Regions from separate parts of the Mus musculus genome. Here region 1 is linked to region 2. Evidence: chromatin contacts called from public promoter capture Hi-C data. All regions are on one chromosome and are shown on one strand. The core of a region is the stretch at or near the end of the contact, and the rest is flanking DNA. Distances in the headings are between cores, read along the strand shown.

Region 1 (4,764 bases), core at 2,025-4,524, 93 kb before region 2:
TGCCATGGAGACCACCAGTGTAAACATTCCTCTTCAACAAGTACAGCAAAATCACGAATCTTCCCAGGGGAAAGTTGTTCTTGTCTGTGTCAGTCAGAAGCATGAAAGTTAGGGAGGAAATCTGAACTCAGGCTGTTTTGAAAATCAGACCCAAGCCCTTCATTTTGCTAGGATGTGTTTCTCAATGCCCAGTACCCCTTTGGAAGCATCAGCTTGTTGCTATAGTGACTGGAGAGTCATTTCAGCTGTTGTGTGTTTAACCTCTTTCATCTTCCTCCCTCAACCTCTACTCTGATTCTGTTGTTTAGGAGAATGCAGAGGAGAGAGTTGGGGTCCTGATCTCTGAGAAGCTAATGACAAAGATAAAAGGATAGGGCTAGCTCTGTGGTTAAGAGCACTCACTGCTCCTGAAAAGACCTGTGTTGGGTTTCCAGCACCCACATCAGGAGGCTCTCAACCACTTCTAGCTTCAGCTCCAGTGGATCCCATGTCCCTTTCTGGCCTCTGCAGGCACCAGCACAGAAACAGTCAGAGAAAGACAGAGTCAGACAGACAGACAGACAGACAGGCACACAGACATAGACACACAGACAGATGTTTATATATGTACTTTTCTTAAACTAGAACAAATATCTGAAAGAGTGAAGTATTTACATCTTTTCATAAAACTCGCAAACAAAACCTATCACAGAATAAGAAATGAAAGAAAATGACTTGTAGGTAAACCAAAGATTTACAAACCAGCGCCTTTTAAACATGAGAAATGTTCTTATTGATGACTGAGGGCCAGCAATTTAAAACATGAAGATACTGATTTGTGATCACCAATAACCATGAGTATATATTTAAGAGAAATCTGCAAATGACATACAGTACTTAGAAATATGCCAAGGAATGATTTTGGAAAAAATGATTTCTTGCCAGGCATGGTGGTACATACACTAATTCCAGCGCTTGGGAGGTAGACGCAGGAGGATCTCTGTGAGTTTGAGGACAGCCTGGTCTTCATAGTGAATTATAGGACATGCATGGCTACAAAGTGAGACTCTGTCTCAGAGAGAGAGAGAGGGAGAAAGGGAGGGAGGGAGAGAAAGAGAGAGAGAAAGAAAGCCAGGCAGACAGAGACAGAGAGAGACAGAGACAGAGAGATGTTACTTATTATTTAGTTATGTGTATGTTCTCACAATACATTTTGCTTTGTTGTGTAGATAAGGATAGCTCTGAGTCTGACGTGTAGCCAAAGATGGCCCTGAACTCCTAATCCTCCTGCCTCTGTTTCCTGACTGCTGGGGTTACAGTGATGAACCACCACATTTCATTTATATGGTGACAGATGGTGCTGAGGATGAAACTTGGACTTCATGCATGCTAGACAAAAGTGAACCCCAGCCCCATAGTTTGTTTTTTATGTATTTGAATTTACAATATCTGGGTAGTCAAAATTTCAAGTAATGTCACATGCCTATGCTCATTTGAATTTAGCAATTGCTTTTTTCCCCATTTATAATACCATTGTCTGTTAAATAACTAATGTCATTAACTAGAAGTTATTAACTACACACACACACTCTTTCTGCGGACCATCTGTCTTTTGATGCTGTGAATATGCTTTGGAGGGTATGTGTCCTCTGACTGGAGGTCAAAAATGCAGGACAGATTCCTTCACATGAGATTAATGGGGGCAAAGAGAAAACACTCAATTCTCAGTCCTGTAAAAGAAACAGGTTTCTTTTATTAAAGCAACATGTACAGCCTTGGGTGTGTGTGCAGAGAAGTAGGCATCTCTTAAGAACTATGATGTCAGCTTAAACTCTAACTAAGCATGCAAGAATGGATTAATGTCTCATGCCTTTCAGTGATCTATGCAGCTCTGGTGCAGGGCATGCAGGCCACCTCAGCTTTCCTGAATGCCAAAGAGACTAGGGGATGGCAATTGGTAGAGAAATTGGTTTTATTTACATTTTGACCACACCTGAGATAGAACCTTCCTTTCTCTGTCTTTCCTGTAATGTGCTACAGAGGCAAGGGATATGCATGTGTTATTTAGCTGTGAGGTGGGTTGACCAATCTTCTCCCAGCAGGATTTGAACCTGGACCCTGGGCCTTCTCCATTTCTTGTTCTAGCTGGCAAGAAGACTCAGTGGGTAAAGGGACTTGCTGCCAAGCCTGATGACCTGCATCTGATCCCCCACACTCACATGATGGAGGGAGAAAACTGACTCCTAAAAGTTGTCCTTGTACCTGCAAAGGTGAGCTAACACACACACACACACACACACACACACACACACACACACACACACACACACAAATGTAATGAAAACAAAACTTTAATTAGGATTCCATTTTTCTTTAAGGAGTATTTCCTATGTACTTTGGAAGAAAAACAAGCAGCATGCTGTCTAGGCAGCAGGCCCAGAGAGAGGTCTTATGAGCCGCTGGTTTTACTGATAACCCATTGTCTCCTACACCATTCTCTATCCAGAGATCCAAAACTCACTAAAAATAACAAAAGGACAGAATGTGTCCCATGGGTCCCAAGCAAAGCACGGTTCGTTTGCTCCAGATGTGGTGCAGTGCTTCAGCTGCTCACTGAAGTTCCCTCTGCTGGGAACGGTGCTCTAGATGGGTTTTGTCAATCTTGATAAACTTTAATGGTTTAGAGTAGATTTCTCTATATTTTGCAGTAGATTATGAGATGCATAATATATATGTATATACACACACATATATAAAGTTTATACATTTGTAAAAAATATTTAAAGATATTTCTAGTAACACCAGTCTGTCCTTGAATTACCAAAATTTCAAAAATTTCTAGGAAAAAAGCCCAGCAAATTTATTTTCAAATACATCTGTGTGTGAGCCAACCCACGTGGGCTCACATGGGTGACGTCCACATTTCCCATCTGCTGTGCTGGACGTGTTTGAATACTCTGGGTTGATTATGCAGGGCTGGATGCTGGGCATGTTCAAATGCTGTGGGTTGATTATGCAGGGCTGGATTTTGTGCTCTTTGCCTTTGGACAGGAGCTTGGGATTGTGGGTCTGGAGAGAATCAAAATCTGGACCACAGCACAATTCATCTCTTGCTTCATGGAATTAGAGGCAAGATGAGAGCAAGTGAAGCAGAAATAAAGCATCAATTGCTAGGTTCAAAGACAACCCTGTCCAGCTTCTCCGCATTACAGCTGACTTGCCATATACATGACGCAGTTTGTTTATCTGTCAGAGTTACTACATGTTTGTTGGAACTAAACAAGTAATAAATAATGGAAGTTCTGTCCTCTCCCATCACTGTCAGTATTGATGTCTTCCTCAGGTGCAGTAGAGATGGGAGCAACCAACGACAGCACCTTCAGCCATTTCATCCTTACTGGCTTCTCTGACCGGCCTGAGCTGGAGAGGGTCCTCTTCGCCATCCTCCTGCCCGCCTACCTCCTGACCCTGCTGGGCAACAGCACCATCATCCTGGTGTCCAGGCTGGACCCGCACCTTCACACCCCCATGTACTTCTTCCTCACACACCTGTCCTTCCTGGACCTCAGCTTCACCAGTAGCTCCATCCCACAGCTGCTCTATAACCTCAGCGGGCCGGACAAGACCATCAGCTATGTGGGCTGTGCTCTGCAGCTGGTCCTGTTCCTGGGCCTGGGGGGTGTGGAGTGCCTGCTGCTGGCTGTCATGGCCTATGACCGATTTGTGGCGATCTGCAAACCTCTGCACTACATGGTCATCATGAGCCCCAGGCTCTGCGTGGGCCTGGTCTCAGTGGCCTGGAGCTGCGGTGTGGCCAACTCCTTGGCTATGTCTCCAGCAACTCTCAGCCTACCCCGCTGTGGGCACCACAGGGTGGATCACTTCCTCTGCGAGATGCCAGCTCTCATCAGGATGGCCTGTGTCAACACAGCTGTCGTTGAAGGCATTGCCTTCATCCTGGCAATAGGCATCGTGCTGTCGCCCCTGGTGTTCATCTTGGTCTCCTATGGTTACATTGTAAGAGCGGTGTTGCGAATCAGCTCAGCTGCAGGACGGCAGAAAGCATTTAATACGTGTGGCTCGCACCTCACCGTGGTCTCGCTTTTCTACGGAAATATCATCTACATGTACATGCAGCCGGGGAACAGCTCCTCCCAGGACCAGGGCAAGTTCCTCACCCTCTTCTACAACATTGTCACCCCTCTCCTCAACCCTCTGATCTACACGCTCAGGAACAAGGAGGTGAAGGGGGCGCTCAGAAGGCTGCTCCTGGGTAGCCGAGAGACAGGGAAAGTAAGGGCTAGTTCTAGATGGACCAGAGGGAAGCTGTCCTGGTGAGGATGGCACTGAATACTGAGAGAACTTTGCAGGCTCTCAGGCTAACATCTAATGAGAAAGAAAGGGGGCAGAGAAAATGTTCCGCAGTGATTTGGGGGAAATTCTGACTATTCTACCACAGAGGAAAACACAGGCACGTTACTGGATTTGCAAAGGGTTCTGAGATTTGGTAGTCATGAAGATGGTGTGTGTTTTAAATTTCTTCCTTGTGGTTAAAGCAGATTTTCCCATGTTAGATGCAGATCTGATGGTTTGTCCCTAGGCTGGTGCAGTGTTATCCTGTACATGCGGAGATGTGATCTCCTGGTAAGGTAAGGCGACAACAGTTGCCTTCTGTGCACTTTTTACATTAGGGACATTAGTGGAGAGTGACTGTGGGTAGCTGGTCTTACAGGTAAGGCATAAGCATCATGCTCTCTTGTCCCCATGTCCCCACATAAGTCCCTT
Region 2 (4,842 bases), core at 173-2,672:
AGAAACCAGGGGCCACACCAAAGAGGTGACAAACAGCACAGCAGGGCTAGGTACAACAGTGACAGGGCAGATTCCACTGGGTCTGTGTGGTTAGGATAAGAGCTGAGCACAGTTTGCACAGGGCCCTAGGCAGCTGCAGCTGATTGGCCCAGAGGTCTAGACGATGTTTATTTGGCATTTAATCGAGGAAAACAAAAGCCCTACAGAATATTTGTAGAAAACAGTATCAGAAATGTATCGCTAGCCAAGGTCTGTGTGACATTTTCAGGACTTAAGCAGGTGGGATCATAATTTTTAAATCTGATTAGGAAATAACTGGTGCCCAAATTTTTACCAAGTTGAGGAAAGCAAGTGGTAAAATCAAGAGAGATTTTTCAACGAGTTGAGGAAAACACCTAATTTATAATTTTAGAGAAAATCAACCCAGCAAACATCTTAAGAAAGTTAGTGCTCTGTGCAACTCCGTGGTCAAGCTTGTCAAGGAAGGAAAACCACGCTGGTGTCCCTTGTGCTGGTTGTTCCGGAAGATGGAAACGTAAATGTTCTTAAAATGTGTCCAGCAACTTCAGAGGAAGATGAGTGAGCAAAGCAGCCTTCTGCCAATGCCCAGATAACACACACAGAGGCAAGAAGCAGTAGGAAACCCCTCCGAGTCTGTGCTCAGCAAAGGGAGTTTCCCACGTGCTACACCAGAGGCCCATTATAGTAGGAGGCAGGATTTAGCCTATGCCCAACCCCGGGGTTCCCAGGGGCGAAAGCCACCCCAGCTTCGGGGAATGTGAGCCAGTAAGAACGGGGAACGGGGAACGGGAACGGGGAACGGGGGCAGGGGGTGGGGGTTGGAGAGGGGAAGACCAGAGAAGGAAAGAGCTTGGGAGTTAATAGTTACTACTTATACAATAGCACCATTTGGCTCTGTATGGTACATGTCCCTTCACATTCCAAGGTCATCAGCCTCAGTGTTTTCCCTATTTCCACACGGGAACCTGAGCTGAGGCTCACCTGGTAGCGGCTGGCAGCCTCCTGCAGCGTCTCTGTGCGGTGGCTCCGGTGCTCAGGGCTGGTATCGCAGACCCAGCACAGCATCGTCTGGTCCTCTTCACAGAAGTGGCTCAGGTCCTCACCGTGCCTCGCACACTGACGCGACCCCGCGTGTCCCGTGCCCAGCCCCAGCTGCCGCACGCTGTCCACCAGGCTGGCCAGCTGCCGGTTGGGTCTGAAGCTGGCGGGCCTGAAGGGACCCCTGCACTGGGGACAGGCGTAGACGCCCTGAGCGCTGTCCGACTTCTCGCAGAACTCCGAGATGCACCGCAGACAGAAACTGTGGCCGCAGTCCACGCTGATGGGCTCCTGCAGGAAGTCCAGGCACACGGAGCACCGCGCCTCCTCCTGCAGTCGCTCCCCGGGTGCCGTGGCCATGGCCTTAGCTTGTGGCAGCAGCTCCTATTACCCTAGCGGTCTGCATAGAAGGAAGGAAACCCAAAAGCAGGGGAACAGGCCCTGAGGGTTTTATCGCCTGGGCTGGCCCGGATCCAGCAGCCAAAAAGAGCCACTCCTGGTGACAGCAACAAGTCCAATGACTGTCACCTCTTCAGAAACCCAGCAGCTCCTCTTCTGGTTTTTTGTTTTTTGTTTTTTTTTTTTTTTCCTATTCTTTCCTTCCCTATCTTTATTTTGAGTCTAATATAATGCAGCTTTTACGCCACCCTAACTCACATTTAGAGGCTATTGAAGCTTGCAGCATGATTTTGTAGTATGGGTGGAACCCAGCGCTTCACACAAGCCAAGCAAGTTCTACCACTGAGGAACACCCCCAGTCTCTTATTTTGGGATGGGAGATCTACCAATTTTGCCTAGGCTGGCCTTGAATTCACCTGTAGTCCAGGCTGTCTTTGAACTCACTCTGACACCTAGTCTGACTTGGAACACCCTATTCCTGGCTCAGCATCCCAAATAGCTGGAATGATAGGACTATACCATCAAGACCAACAAAGTTGCCTTCCCCAGTAATATTTATTTATTTATTTATTTATTTATTTATTTATTTATTTATTGCCCATAAGATGGCAAAGATGCTTGCCACTAAACCTGACCTGAATTTGACTCTCCAGACTCACATGGTTGAAAGAAATCTAACTGGCAAAAGTTGTTGTCTGGCTTCCATGTTGGAGTGGCAGCACACACACACACACACACACACACACACACACACACACACACACACTCACTCACTCACACAACCCACACAGGAAAAACCTCAAATGTAAGATTAACAAAAGTTCCCGGAATTTCCTGAAGCATGCAGACTTAGGGTTAGCTCTTGAGTCTATCTGTGCATATTACACATGAAGTTGGCTGGGGGTAGTTGCCCTGCTAGTAGGACAAAATCAGAAATAAGCCTGCCTCTTAGGAGTCCCTCATGCCACATCAGCCAATGTGGGGCACGCCTGCCCTCTTCCCCCACTATTACTGAATGGTACCATGAACTTCTGTTGTAATCACAAAAACAAAAACAAAAACAAAAAACACCCTTGGAAAAAATACTTATTTTTTCCTCAGTCTTTCTTTCTTGAGATTTTCTACTTTCAGAAATAAACTACCATACCACTGGAAGGACAGATGCGAGGATGACGTGTGTGGTAATGGCAGGTGGGCAGCCCAGCATGGATGAGAACAGTATAATAGGTGCCCTCCTGCCCGAGGAGGCCAGAGAGGGCACAGGATCCCCTGGAGCTAGAGTTTCAGATGCGTGTGAGCCACCTGCCATGGGTGTCAGGAACAGAACTCAGCCCTTCTGCAGGAGCAGCGAGTCCTCTTTGACCACCGAGTCACCTCTCCAGCCTCTGAAAGGAACAATTTCCAGTCCAGCCCATGAAAACTGCACTTGTTGACACAGGGAGGCTGAGGCGATTATGTAGGAGTAAGTTGATTTCATTGAAGATGTGTTGTGACTTGGTCCCATGAGGAGGCAGGACTGGGGTGAGTCTATCTGTTCAGGTGACGTGTTAATGTCTGTCACCTGAATACTCCGTGACTCTACTGAAGGTCAGTTTGTTTGGTGGCTGGCACATTTATCCATCTGTCACCATTATATATGTGTGTGTTGGGAGTCTTGAGTCTCGGGGCAGTCTTGGATACGAAGGTGGGAGGAAAAGCCTGGAGGTTGGACCTCATCCCTCCAGGAGCCTTGTGCTCAGCTGGTGAAAACCATCTCAGAATCAGGCTAACACAAGTACTAACCAGGAGAAATGCTCCTTTCTAGCCCCCATAGGACCATAGCACGGGACCCTAACATGCAGCCACAGAGGTTGGACCTCAAAGGGCTCTGAGCTAACAGAGGAGGACAAGCTGGCAATGACGAAGTGCCTGTTCCAAGCTGTGTGACCCCCCCCAAGTGTCCTGGGCAGAGGGGCTGGCTACATCCAGATGACTAAGAAGCCTCCAGAAAGGCTGGTCCTGACAAACAATAGCAAATAAACTTGCAAGGAGTGGCCCGGCTGGTGACTCAGGACCTGGCAAGCTCCTCCGAGGTTCGCAGAGCTTTACTATGAGGCAAAGCTTGGCTTGGAGCTTTGATGGTGTGCAGGGTCAAAGTGTTCTCGAGGCCATCTGTCTCGGGGTTAAGTGGATAATTGAAACAGAGTCTTCAGAACTAAATGCAGAAAACACTAAAGATGGTGACATCAGAGGAGAAAGCAGGGCAGAAGGCTTAGAGGGAGCAAAGTAAGGCTAGCTACAGACAGAGAGGCTCTTACTGAGTGCCTTGGGGCAGACGGTGTCTGTGCCCCCTGCTGCATTTCATCTCACATACAAGGATGATGGTGTTAAAGTCATTCTCTCTAAGGTTCCTCGGAGTATTCAATAGGTACCACACACTTAGTAGAGGTTTTCCACATAGCAACTCTATGCAATTGGAGAAAGATAAAGAAATTGGAACCCAAAAGGAAGGATGAATCAGAATCTAGCTACGTTAGTACTGAGGGCGTCCCTCAATCTTGTTTAGAGCTACACACACACACACACACAAATTTTACAGGATGATAGGAGCCTGTGGCCATTCAACAAATATGAACAGAATAAAGAATAAAGTGGACAAACAGAATCAACACAGGCTATTCCAGACAGCCTGCATGGGAGAGTCCAAGGGTGGCCATCTGCACTTTTCCACAGGGTAGGTACACAAATGTTTTTGCTTTCTGTCTCCATCACTAGGACAGATGCTGTAGCGTGTATCTGATCAATCTTGGGACAGAAAAGCATATCAGGCAAATGTCTGGACCCACAGCTCTCTGCCCTAGGGACTCACCCGAAGCCAGACTTCTTTACCTAGGAGGCTAACGAGAAGTGGAGGGACAGCATGCTTCTGGGGCCAGGGGCATCAGGATGGGTGAGCTCACTGCTAGCTTTTCAGTTGCTGAACTTAAAACTGTTTTCCCTCCCAGACTTGTAGTCCAGGGTGAGAGCTGTAGCATTATTCTTTTAAAACACAAACTGTTAGTTATAGTGTGTGTGTGTGTGTGTGTGTGATGGCACACTTATATGTAGGTCGTAGGACAGCTGTTTAGAGTGCTCACTCCTTCCGGCATGTGTGTTTAGGGGATCAAACTCAGGTTGATAGCCTTGGCAGGAAGTACCTTTACCCACTGAGCCATCTGACTGGCCCCAATGTTCTTGAAATTACATGAGATTCTCTTACAGGACACGCATCCAGGTCTGTGGTGAACAGGAATGAGAGGAGCTGCAATACAGTGTGTGGAAATACATCCCCGGCACCGCCTAGCTTTCTAAAGAGAGGGGGGCCTAACTGAGATGTACACTTTCTCAGGATCTTTTCCCTCTGGT

What was found. Capture Hi-C pulls out chosen DNA fragments and counts their contacts.
Region 1: a contact with region 2 is called in a promoter capture Hi-C map of pancreatic islet. The contact joins the promoter of Olfr317 here to the promoter of Trim58 in region 2. A contact is called at or near these places in 27 of 484 Hi-C or Micro-C datasets (the 4T1 cell line, the AML12 cell line, B cells and 16 more), 2 of 115 datasets of contacts at active chromatin or transcription factors (embryonic stem cells and pancreatic cancer cells) and 3 of 9 other capture datasets (adipose tissue, liver and pancreatic islet).

What each region holds. Positions count from the first base shown.
Region 1 is chr11:58,731,733-58,736,496 of GRCm38.p6, reverse strand. Olfr317 (olfactory receptor 317) reads left to right here and starts at 3,274. Exons shown (of 1, transcript NM_001011769.2): 1 at 3,274-4,401. The coding sequence starts at 3,334. The coding sequence ends at 4,317.
Region 2 is chr11:58,637,045-58,641,886 of GRCm38.p6, reverse strand. Trim58 (tripartite motif-containing 58) reads right to left here and starts at 1,422. Exons shown (of 6, transcript NM_001039047.1): 1 at 1,003-1,422. The coding sequence starts at 1,419.